Linked DNA regions of Mus musculus: regions 2 and 3 are each linked to region 1. Evidence: chromatin contacts called from public promoter capture Hi-C data. All regions are on one chromosome and are shown on one strand. Each heading gives the region's core, a stretch centred on a gene start, on an enhancer-like site or on the middle of the called end of the contact. The rest is flanking DNA. Distances are from core to core; before and after follow the strand shown. Region 1 holds the start of Lrrtm4 (leucine rich repeat transmembrane neuronal 4). Region 2 overlaps Lrrtm4 (leucine rich repeat transmembrane neuronal 4). Region 3 has its middle 580 kb from the start of Gm38838.

Region 1 (3,954 bases), core at 245-2,744:
AAGCCAAAAACACACATCTCTAAAGTAGCAGCTCAGGCATCAGTCAATGGGGGGGATGGATGTAGGGAACCGGTGATCCCTTTTTTGTTCTTTGAGAAATGTTAGTGACTAGACCAGCATCTGTGACCTTTTGCTCATAAAGCTGAGGGAAATTACGAGTGTTCATCGTCTTTTCCTTCCATTTCAACAAATAATATCTGATCAGATAAACTAAAACCAAAGCATTACTAAAAATTATCCATTTGTGAGGATTGACTCCAGCCATAGAAGTTTCTGTAAAACTCTTTTGATGTTTTCAAAGCGGCTGAATGGGGCCTGTGACTAAGTAGCAGTCTTTGCACTGCTGCGTTTATGTTTTGGGTTACTCTAGGTATTCTTAAATGATTATCTGTCAGAGTAATTATAAAATAGCTAAAACTAGGGAACACAACAATGGAGGTATGGGACCAGAGAGACAGCTCAGTGGTTAAGGTCATATGCTCCTCTTGCAGAGGACCCAGTCTCTACTCCCAGATGCTATGCAGAGACTGCCCATGACTTCACTTCCACTGGATCTCATGCTGTCTTCTGGCTTCTGTAGGCACCAAGCACACACATGGTAAACAGACATACATGCAAGCCAAATACTTATGCACATAAAATGTGTAGGTGTCTGATACAAATTCAGTGAGAAATATAAATTTTTGAAAATCACTCATTTCAGATTTTTTTTTTAATTTCATCAGTACTAATTTCAGGATAGTCTGCAAATTTTAGAAAAGGGCCAGGATAATATAGGAGAATGCTCTTGTTTCTTTCAGGGTGGTAGGCACAACAGAACAGATTATTTGCACAAGAAAAAGTTCATTGGAAAAGTGAATGAGTGTTAAGAGAAACAACTGCAATAATATTGACAAGCTTTAGTTCAGTTATTGTCTGACATCAGATCTCCATTACCCAGACACTTGGTAACCCAAAAGCACTTAAGTTAAATATATAAACTTTTACAAAGTCATATTATAAATCACTTGATAAATGTACAGAGTAATAGGCAGAATAGGTGTTATTGACAAAGGCTGAGAATGGATGATCAGACTTAAAATTTTCATGATGAACTATCTTTAAAAGCATAGTGTGCTCTCTCTCGAATGGGATGGCATCCTTACGTGGTTGTTTTTTGAAAACGAAAATATAGACAAACCAAAAACAATCATAAATACAATAAAAAAATTATTCCTGCCATTAAAAATGAGGACATATCACTCGTGGCACCCTGAAAAGCATTTTAAACCAAAAACCAACTTTCCAAACCTACGGATCACAGACATTTGGAGGGAGAGAGACCTAGGAAGTTGCTAACAGCTGCTGCAGCTGTGAAGCATAAACCCCACCATAAACCTTTTATAATTTATACTACTGGAGCGGCGGGGGGTTGGGGGGGGGGTGATCCTGTGCCTTTAATTTCCCTTTCTGAGCAGGGAAGGCTGCACAGCCCTGACAAGCTCACTTGTTCCTGTCTTTAATGTGCAATCTGTTTTCTCCAGCGGAGGGCACTCAGTGTATCACAAACTCGAGCATTAGCACCAACCAGCTCTGAGCACCATCAGTCTCTGGAAAGCCTTCTGAATTAGACAAGGGCTGCCTCTCAGCACAGCTACAAAACACTTTCAACCTGACCAGCTAAATGGATAAACCTAGCCTGCATAGCTTTTAAACTGGGGTCTCGTACAGCACAGGCGGCCTGCTTGCTTCAACAGCTGAAAAATCCTGAGGATGAATTGCTTTATCTGGGAATGGCAAAAGCCCGCACAATAAGGAATGCCAGGTACTCTGAGGATTTTCCTTTCCTTTTCTTTTTCTTTTTTTTTTTTTTTTCTTTTTTAATCCCTTCTCCTCTCTCTCTCTCTCTCCCTGTCTCTCTCTCTCTCCCTCTTTTTTTTCCCACAGAGAAGTTGGTTACCTCCGAGATGAGCTGTAGCTCTTTTCACAGATTGCCAATTTACTGCTAATGTGCCCCTAGTGAATTATACAATGGTCCTCAGAGCCTAGAGGCCCTCCCCCTCCGGCACCCCCCCCCCCCCGCGGCTTCCTTTTCCCTGCCCCTTCATCCCACCCCGTGCTGATTTTTTTTTTAAGTATACGTATATCTATATTATTTGTGTGTGTGTGTCTGCCTGTCCTCTCCGGGGAAGTTTACATGGGGCTACGGGCTCACATGCGGGCTCAGAATGGTTTGAATGACAGCTGCACTGTGTCATGAAGGTGGTGGTGATTTCTACAGGAGAGACCAAATAAGAAGAAAGCTGAGAGAGGGGGGCAGACGGTTTTTGGATGACAAAGGATGGGTAAGCGAACTTTTGTTGTTTTCTTCTCAGCAAAGCTGATCCTAACCCCCCGCATCCTCAGCTGGGCATTAGCTGCTAAAAGACCAGGAAACAGGCACAAAGCGGCAACCTCTACTTTACCCGTTGTCTCACTATAGTTGCTATTATATTTTTAGATCCTTTTCTTTTGGCAGTGTTTTATTTTTCTTTTCTCTCTCTCTCTCTCTCTCTCTCTCTCTCTCTTTTTAATCTATAAATGCATAGCGCGGACTTAAACACACGCTGGAGGGATAGCTTTAAGACTGTCTCTAGCGTCTGCGTATCCACAGCTTGAGAACAGGGTATGAAATAAATACCGTGTTTGCTTCTATTTCCTGATAATCTGAGCCACGCTTGGGTTCGGGTTGCCGTCAAGAAGATTGTTAACACTTGGCTATGTGGGTGCAGGGGTGGGGTCCCTACTTTATCAGAGGTGGCACCGGAGGCTTGTTTGATCTTGGAAACTGCATCCTGAATACAGCTTCCAAATTTCCAGTAGTCATTTGCCAGTTTTGTTTTTTTCAAGTGTGACTGGCTTTTTTTTTTTTTTTTTTTCCCTCCCTCTTTCTCCTGTCTGGGAGAGCTGGGTTGTATTTCAATGAGACTGAAGCTGACAAGAAAACAGAGTGCAAGATCGAGTTAAATTTTAAATTATATAAATAAATAGAAAGATAAATAAATAAAAGAAGAAGAGAGGGGGGAAAAAAGGACAACTCTGAGGGGGGCATTTTTAGACTAGGATGTTATCTCTTAGTTTAAAAGATGACTATTTAAAAAGAAATTACAGCCTGCAGTAGTCACTCTCTGTCTGTCTGTCCCTCTCCTTCCCGTTAAGAAATAATATACCTACTATTGAAGGTGGAGAGGAGTCCCCTCTCACGCAATGATTTCAAAATGCGGCATAAATGCTAATAGATTGCAACTTTGCAGGCTTTCTGAAGTTAATGGAGGCAGGGAGAGATGGAAAAGCTCTCAGTGAGAGACTTCAGTAGGTCAGGATGGTGGGGAGGCTGATAGCAGGCTTCCTTCCTTATCTCTCAAATTTGCAAGGGCAACTATCTGATGATAAAGACAGCAATGTATCTAATAACGTGATTAGTTTATATTCTGCATATTTTGTATACAAACTTGCTCTCTTAGCTAGGGCTGGGGGTGTCTGTGGTATGGGTGATCATGTGTCTTAGCTCATGTATTCCTGGACATGGGGCCAAAGTACACAATAATATATGTTTCTTAACCATCTGTTATAAACCATGTTCTGTGGGCTGTCTGTGTATATTCCCTTGCCATTTTTCTGGGCTCGGGGATTGCAGCCCTTGTGTGTAGTCAGTATGTAATTCAGGGAGAACAAACTTCTACAGCATCCCGGAAGCTCTTTTGCTAAATCACAGCCTGTTAGCTCAACTAGGAAAGAGATGCCAGAACCAGGTGTCCTAAGTCATGGTTCTGACCTTACCAAAGGATGCAGTATAGTTCTGTTCAGTACTATGGGTCGATACAGTGACATCCAAATGTTATTGTTAGTCAAATGTCAGCATTCAATGAAAAGCAATGCCAGAGCGTTTCAGGGTTGGGATAGAGTAGCACTCTGGAAACTCAGAGAGGTTTTTTT
Region 2 (3,955 bases), core at 939-3,438, 640 kb after region 1:
CAGAAAGAAAAATCTTGTTATTAGTGCAGTGTTATGATTTCACTAGAGAGGAATGATCTATGTCTCCTAGATCCCGGCAACTGGTGTGTGACTTCAGTCATATCCTCCACCACTCTCTAACTCAATAGAGGTTTTGCACGTTTCTATACTGAGACTTTCTTCAGTGTTCACAAGGGGAAGTATCCATACTAATGTCACCTACCAGTTTTCCTACCTTCTTCATTGTTTTGAGAGCTTCCCAATATATTGTCTCTCCCTCCCTCTGTCTTTGTTACACTAATTGCCCTGCTCCCTTCATGAGTCAGGCATCCCTTCACAGGAGCTCCTTCCAGTCTACTGTTCCTTCCCCATGTGAGGGTCACTAGGATCTACAGGGTGTAGTAGCAGCACAGATGCCCATTTTTTATTTTATTTTATTTACCAAGTGTGCTTGTGTGCCACATGTGTGAGTAAGTCACATGCCACAGCACACAAATGGAGGTCCGAGGACGAGCGTTGTGAGTCGTCCTCATCATTCTCTCCTTGTACGATGTACAGTCTGCAGAATCACACTTAGGTCCTCAGACTTGGCAGAAAATGCATTTCTCATTATCTCACTCCTTTTTCATTTTTGCTCACATACTGCCTCCTGCATGAAGTGTGCCTTCTCCATCCAACCTGTCATAACCGTCATCCATAATTTCTGATCCTCCTGTCAGCAGTGCTCGTAATGCACTGTTACAAAACACATTAGCTCATAAACATTGTCTTCTCCACTTACTTCTGAGTGAAAGTTATTCAAAAATCAGTTTTTTATGTGAGGTAAGTTATAGGTCTACAAAATTCTAAGCATGCAAACTCCTAATTATAAAAGTAGAGATCCAGATTTAGTATAAAATTTCTGCAAAATCATTAATTAAATCTCTCTATATATGTGTATACACATATATGTTTACTATTTTTTAAGATATGTTTTCTAGGAAGAACTGTTTCCCTTTAGGTCTTGTGTCCATCTTTGATATAGTTTGCATTTCCAGAGTCTGTTTTCAAATTCCACGTGGGAGTAAGAAGTGCTAATGGAACATTTGGTGCTGAAAGTATTAAACCTGAGCTCCAGTCATTGCTACACTGTTTTCCTATAATAGTGACATTTTAAAGCCAGAGTAGAAGCCCCTGAAATTCCTGCGTTAAAGAAGCTGGTGTAGGAAAACCACATATTCAGGGCCGCCTGAGCTGCACAACCAGGCTCTGACTCAAAACATAAAATTGATTTGTGGTGTGCAATTGAAATGAATGTAGCAAATGTTTTGTATGTAAAATATTGCCGGAGAATCCACTGATATCCACAATGCAATCTTAAAATTGTTAATGACCAGGATATTGAGAACTAAAGGCTCCTTTGAACAAGCTTTAGAGTAGAATTAAAAGCAAACAGAGCCAGAGCTGTAATCCCAGCTCCATGCTGGCATGGAAGGAAGATTCTGGGACTCAAGGCAGCTGGAGCAAACTGTGGGGTCAAGGTCAAACTTGGCAATTTACAGAAAGTCTACTTCAAAACGAAAGACTAAATATAGGCTGGGAATATAGCTCAGTTGTAAAGGACTGGAATATTGTGCGTGTTTATGTATGTAAGGGTTATGGACTCAGTCTCATAATTAAATAGATATAAATGTTCATGTTCCCTACATAATGAATATGCATCACATTTGCAAATAGAATTTAAAGGCAGCAAAACAACTAAATATGTTTCATAGTTATATGAGTGTTTCAAGTGATAGTCTTTAAATTAAATCAACAAGAACAATGACTCATGAGAAAAAAAGTGATCTTGTGGATTTGTGTTTCCACTGGGCCGATTTAATTAGACCAGAAAGGCTTTAATCACTCACTCATGCCTTGGGTTTCTTTATTCTATTTTGAAAGAGAATCTGTGAAGGAAACTGGGCTTCAAATCATCTTGAGACATACTTGGAAGTAGTATTTATAAAACTGGAAAAAATAAGATATTGAAATATATCTTTGAATGTAAAATCACTAATAATGATATTTTCTTCCTTTTGGTGAGCCACTGTTCTCTTAATGACCACCTATACAGAAAATCTGTATTGACTCTTCTTTTTGTGAAATCATCTCTATCATTAAGAGAACAGGAGGAGTGCATGTGGGGATAGAGTTGGACATTCAAAGAAGCAGGTGCACATTCAAATGGGCTAGGCTGGACCTGTGCAGTAGGTACACATAACAAATGGCTAGCCTGAGTTCTGTGTGAGCATGCACACACACACACACACACACACACACACACACACACACACACACACACATGCTTGCACACTTGATTAAAAAGTTATCTGGGTGTTAAAAATTTCCTTTTTCTTGACACTTAACCCACATACAGGCATTTGTGTTTTACTTAGTGAAATTGTAATTCCTGTCTGAGCACTCACAGAGGTTACATGGTCACTGGTTTTTTTTTTTTTTTTTCAGTCCTTTCAGGAGTTTAAATCAGACCTCTACATGTTCTCTGACTGCAACACTGAAGGTTGTTACTCTGCCTGTCAGGCCAGTCCTCACTGGGTAATCACAAAAGATTCGGGTCCTAGTAAACCTCCTCCTCTTAGGTTCTCAGAGCGCGTGGGTTGCTTTATGACGAGCAATGACAGAAGGGTTGTTAAGCAACCACCACCTTTCTGAAATTAAAATAACTAAGAATGTGCCTTTCTCAGCCAAATCTGCTGGGCACCACCAGATTCCTAAGTTGAGAAGAAGCACACATAGAGTTTGGATTTATTCTAATATCAGTTTGAAATGTATAGGTCGCATATTTTATAGAGATTTTTTATTAGTTTGGTAGAAATTGATTCTATAGGTTTTATATAGGCATTTATATAGGTTTTTTAAAAAGTTCTTCTATGCACATTTATATGTTGCTTGAATATACTCCCTTGGTACAAAAAACACTTTATATAAACTGATATCTAACCCCTTGCTGGCTATCAGAACATAAGACTGAGCAGATAGCTCACTGGATGAAAGTGCTTGCTGAAAAAGGACCATTGTTTGAATCCTTGTTGAAGTCACACAACCCATGTAAAAGTAAAGGCTAGACATGAAATGCATGTCTAAACATGTAATCTTAGTGTTTCTTCTCTGAGATGGGTAGAAGAATAGAGAATCATGGGAAGTTTGGAGGCCAGGTAGGATGCTGTGCTTGCAGAAAAACAGAAAACTCACACTGTCTCAGGTAGCTTAAAAAAAAAAGAAAGTCATACTATTTCAGACTGTTCTTTGAACTCATGAGCATGCTGTCATATGTGAACATCCTTATTCATACATGAAAGTGTATGAACCCTCATAAACACACACACAGGCACACAGAGACACAGACACACACACACACACACACACACACACACACACACATGTATATCTATCTACCTGAATTGTTGAATCTTGGTATTGCTTTTTTTTTTTCATACAAGAATGTAATTTGCAGTGCTCTGGTATGGGACAAATATAACAATTTTATCAAGTGTAAATGCTTATTATTTTAATTCACAACAACACAATTTCCCCTGTAGTTTTATTTTATTTATTTTTAGCTCTGATTACATGGATTACTATGCTAAACATTTAAAATATTTCAAAGTTATTATTTGAACACGTCATGCAGAAGACATGTCGTAGAGTAAATACTAAATTTTCTGTAAGAAAGACTATGTGTGTGATGAAAGGCTTATCAGAATAAATAATAGAGCCAGCAATTCAAATTTACCTATAAAATATTTCATGGTGTTCATCCAATGAATCAATGGTATGCAACATCTTTGTGACAAGGCAAAGTGTTTTTCCAAGGACATTGGCTTGCTTGGCACAAGTCCGTAGCTGTTTCCTCCCACACAGTAGCGTGCAAGCCTGCTGAGCCCTTGTCTTCTCCCTGTAAACCTGACAGATGTGATCCCAGTGAGGTTCCACC
Region 3 (3,565 bases), core at 823-3,322, 850 kb after region 1:
ATACAATTTCCCTCTCCCCAAGAAGTATCACCTCCTTATCCCCATCCACATATGAGTCACTGCAGCACTAGGTACATCCTTTCTCACTGAGGCCAAACAAGGCTGCCCAGTTAGGAGAACAGGATCCAGAGACAGGTAACAAATTCACTGACAGCCCCCCACTCCAGTTGTTAGGGGACCTGCATGAAGACCAAGCTGCACATCTGCTACATATGTACAGGGTGGGGGCTGGTCTCAATGAAAATGTTCCCATGAAGCACCTGCATTCTGGGCTGTGTTTTTCTAAGTATTGTTGTCAGAGATGATCTTTCAAAGTCATTACAATATGTATGTATGAAATAGTAAAAAAACAACTAGGAAGAAAATGATAAGAACAGAGCTGACAGAATGACTCATTGATCATCTAAGATGTCCACCATGATTGAGCACATGTCCATATTAAACTCTCAATTATATAGAGCAGGGTTGGTGTCCCATCATCTAGCTGGAGGAACTACAACCAATGAGGGGATGTTGTACAGACCGAAGGCTAGCACAAGCTCTGTTTTATGTGACTGGAATGCTACCCTTGTGGTAAAAACATGTAGGTGATGAAACTGTAAGTGCCTTTAATGTAGCATTTTTTTTAACAATAGCAGAAAATGAAAAAGAGTTCAGATGAATCTACACAAATATCAAAGCTCTTTACAATAAACTACTTTCTTAAGCAACTGAGATATTTGTAATTCTAGGATAATTCTTTATGTTCTCGTCTCTCTGTGTGTGTGAAAGAGATAAGGAAGAATGTGAGGCACAGCCTAAATCATTTCCTAAGTACAATTGGCTATCAAGGGCATCTCAGTCTCATTGCAGTGCAGCATGCCTGCAGGAGCAGGAACTTAGTTGAAGATGAAAACACATTCTTTCAAACATGCAAAGGTTTATTGTAAACATTGCACCTGTTACTGTGTTTATGTGAGTGAGTGTGGACATGTCTGTACCATGGTGTCTGAGTGAGGCTCAGAGTCCAACTTTTGGGAGTTGGTTCTCTCCTTCCACTGTGCAACCTGCACCTTAAATGTAAGTCCTCAGGAATGCACTGGCTCCAAACAGGTAGAAGTTTTATTCTGTCAATTGCAGGTTCACACAAATCACTCTAAGGTTGATTGACTGAACTGAATAGAAGTTCAGTTCAGTCAATATGAATTGTATAGAGCTGGACTTTCAAAGAAAAACTATTTCTTCTATGGCCTAAATTATTGAAAACAGGGCACCATTGACCCAAAAGCTTGACTTTCGGTATGAGAACAGGAAACTGTCATGGTGGCTAGCATTGGTTCCCTGCTAAAGCTGCTTGGCATGGAACAGCAGCCTAGCTATCCTCCTACCTAGCCTGATTGCAGATACACTGCTCAGTCAATGCATCTAAAATACATGGATATAAAATGTATCTAGAACCCCAAGTGCAAAGATATTTGGAAAAGGCATATCGTTATTTTGTTTGGGAATTGTATATATGTTATTAATATGTATAACATATGTATATCTGTTATATAACATATGCAATAACATATTATATATAATGACAATGAACACCATTATTATATATAATACGTTATTAGATATGTTTATATTATTCACTGGGAAAAGCAAATCTTTCTGAGCTTCAGTAACAGCACAATAAGAAAGGCATGGGAACCAGAGAATTTCATAAAAGCCTGCAGTATACTATGGGAGCCTTCATCCTCTCCAGAATTCCTTTTGAGAACTGACTTGATGTCACTAAGAGGAGCATCTGAGACCAAGGCAAGGTTTTCAGCACTGTACTCTTTCCTTTCGTTTTCACTCTTTCTTCCCTCTTGAGTAGCATGGAGGAAGGGCTTCTTAAAAGAGATGGAGTACATCAGTCCTGGCACTCCTGCAATAACATTTATTTCAACTGATCCTTCCAAATTTGATTATGCTGTGTTCTCAGCACTCTTGGAAAATGATCATTCCATATGATAAATCCATACTGCAAATCCTCCTTAATGTACCAAATGAGCTTTTCTATGACACAGTAACTTTTATAGCTTGCCAGAATTTTAAAACGCTGGAAAAGGTGTTGCTAGCTTTCAACATGTGTTAATTGGGTATGCCTACCCAGATGGCATAGGAGTGAGAAAGGGGGGGGGGGGGGTGATGCAGTCACTAAACTGTTCTAATCAAGGCAAAGAATAGGGATAAACCGCACCCAAACAAGTCATTTAATCTTCTTGTTTATGTTGTTATGATGTGAGGATTTAAGTTTGTTTATCATATTTCCAGGATTTTGTGTATACAGTTGCTATTTAGGAAATACATACAACAAAGACTAGGATAACAAGAGGAACTAAGCTCCCGAGAGGATCTGCGTTCAGCTTTCACAGTCTCTAACTTAAAGTGAACCATCCACATTTTACAGTTCCATAAAGCTCTCTGGTAAATCTGCTTCTTAGGCAGTTGTGCCTGTTTGACAAAGTTGGTATGAGATTATATGTCTCGGCCAAATTTTATGCTAAGGTGTGGTGTGTGTGTATTTGTGTGCATGCTCACACATGCATGTATGTATGTGTATGTGTGAGTATGTATGTATTTGTGTACATATGTATGTATATGTGTATGTGTACATGTGTGTATATGTGTACATGCATGTGTATGTGCATGTGTATGTAGGTGCATGTTTCTGGGCATGCACGTTTATGTGTGGGTAAAGGTTCCCTCAGAGGTCAGAAGGGGGCACCTGAACACTGGATTGAAGTTCCAGACTTTGAGCTACCCAAAGGGTGTGCTGGGAAACAAACCCAGGTCCTATGTAAAGGCAAGTGCCATTAATCCCAAAGCCATCTCTCTGGTCCCCTATCAAATTTTACACAGTACATTTCTTTGTATTCTCCTTATGCTAGTGTGTTAACACTGTTTGAAACTGGCTTAAATTGAGATATCCATTTATTCATTTCAGCCTCTAGGAATCCCCTGTCAGGAGAGAGTTTGTCTCACTCTTTACTTTGTATAAATAATTCACATATTAAGATATTTTACCTAACTCATGCCTTCCTTTTTCAATAATAACTTTTGCCAATGTAATAAGATGATGTCATAGTCTATTGAAAATCATGCTTAATATATGAGCTCATGTTTGATTCTGCCATAAGACCTAGCTATATGATCAAGATTGACAACTAGTAGAGATGGCATTCTTGAATATGAACCAGTGATGCGACAAGCAGGTTTCTTTATTGAAACCAAAGGAATCTTGATAAGAGTGTATATTTGGAATTCACTTAAGATCACTGTTTTGATGTGAAATCAGAAATGACAGAGAAACACTACAGCTCTACTTCCCCGACTGTCAGAGATTCACCTGTTTCTGAGGTGACTCACTGGTTTCCTTGTGAAAAAGCATGCCATGGCAGGAATCTGTGGAGCATTTTTACAGACTCCTCTATGTTCAATCATGTGAATTAATAACTGGAAAATGTCCTATTCCTGTGTGGTAGCTTCTTTTCTCACCATGTGCCCAAATGCTAGTGAAGACCAAATCAACTCAGGGGAATTTATAGCCTCC

Evidence for each region. Promoter capture Hi-C pulls out the DNA fragments that hold promoters and counts their contacts.
Region 2: a promoter capture Hi-C map of hippocampal neurons shows a contact between it and region 1, with 2.2 times the contacts expected there. The contact joins the enhancer-like site here to the promoter of Lrrtm4 in region 1. A contact is called at or near these places in 3 of 39 promoter capture datasets (hippocampal neurons, pre-B cells and stem cell-derived epiblast-like cells), 2 of 484 Hi-C or Micro-C datasets (cerebral cortex and cortical neurons), 1 of 115 datasets of contacts at active chromatin or transcription factors (neural progenitor cells) and 1 of 9 other capture datasets (macrophages).
Region 3: a contact with region 1 is called in a promoter capture Hi-C map of hippocampal neurons, with 5 times the contacts expected there. The contact joins the enhancer-like site here to the promoter of Lrrtm4 in region 1. A contact is called at or near these places in 2 of 39 promoter capture datasets (frontonasal cranial neural crest and hippocampal neurons), 2 of 484 Hi-C or Micro-C datasets (cerebral cortex and cortical neurons) and 3 of 115 datasets of contacts at active chromatin or transcription factors (SST interneurons, embryonic forebrain and forebrain).

The regions. Positions count from the first base shown.
Region 1 is chr6:80,017,383-80,021,336 of GRCm38.p6, forward strand. Lrrtm4 (leucine rich repeat transmembrane neuronal 4) reads left to right here and starts at 1,495. Exons shown (of 3, transcript NM_001134743.1): 1 at 1,495-1,804. The coding sequence starts at 1,798.
Region 2 is chr6:80,660,308-80,664,262 of GRCm38.p6, forward strand. All of the region lies in intron 2 of Lrrtm4 (leucine rich repeat transmembrane neuronal 4), which reads left to right. Among named protein-coding and RNA genes, the nearest start is that of Gm32091, 520 kb to the left of the region's middle. Within about 2 kb of position 2,189, at least 3 of the 459 cell types and tissues checked have an H3K27ac peak or open chromatin away from gene starts, as enhancers often do. A contact at or near this core is called in hippocampal neurons, where this site is marked.
Region 3 is chr6:80,864,014-80,867,578 of GRCm38.p6, forward strand. No RefSeq gene overlaps it. Among named protein-coding and RNA genes, the nearest start is that of Gm38838, 580 kb to the right of the region's middle. Within about 2 kb of position 2,073, at least 7 of the 459 cell types and tissues checked have an H3K27ac peak or open chromatin away from gene starts, as enhancers often do. A contact at or near this core is called in hippocampal neurons, where this site is marked.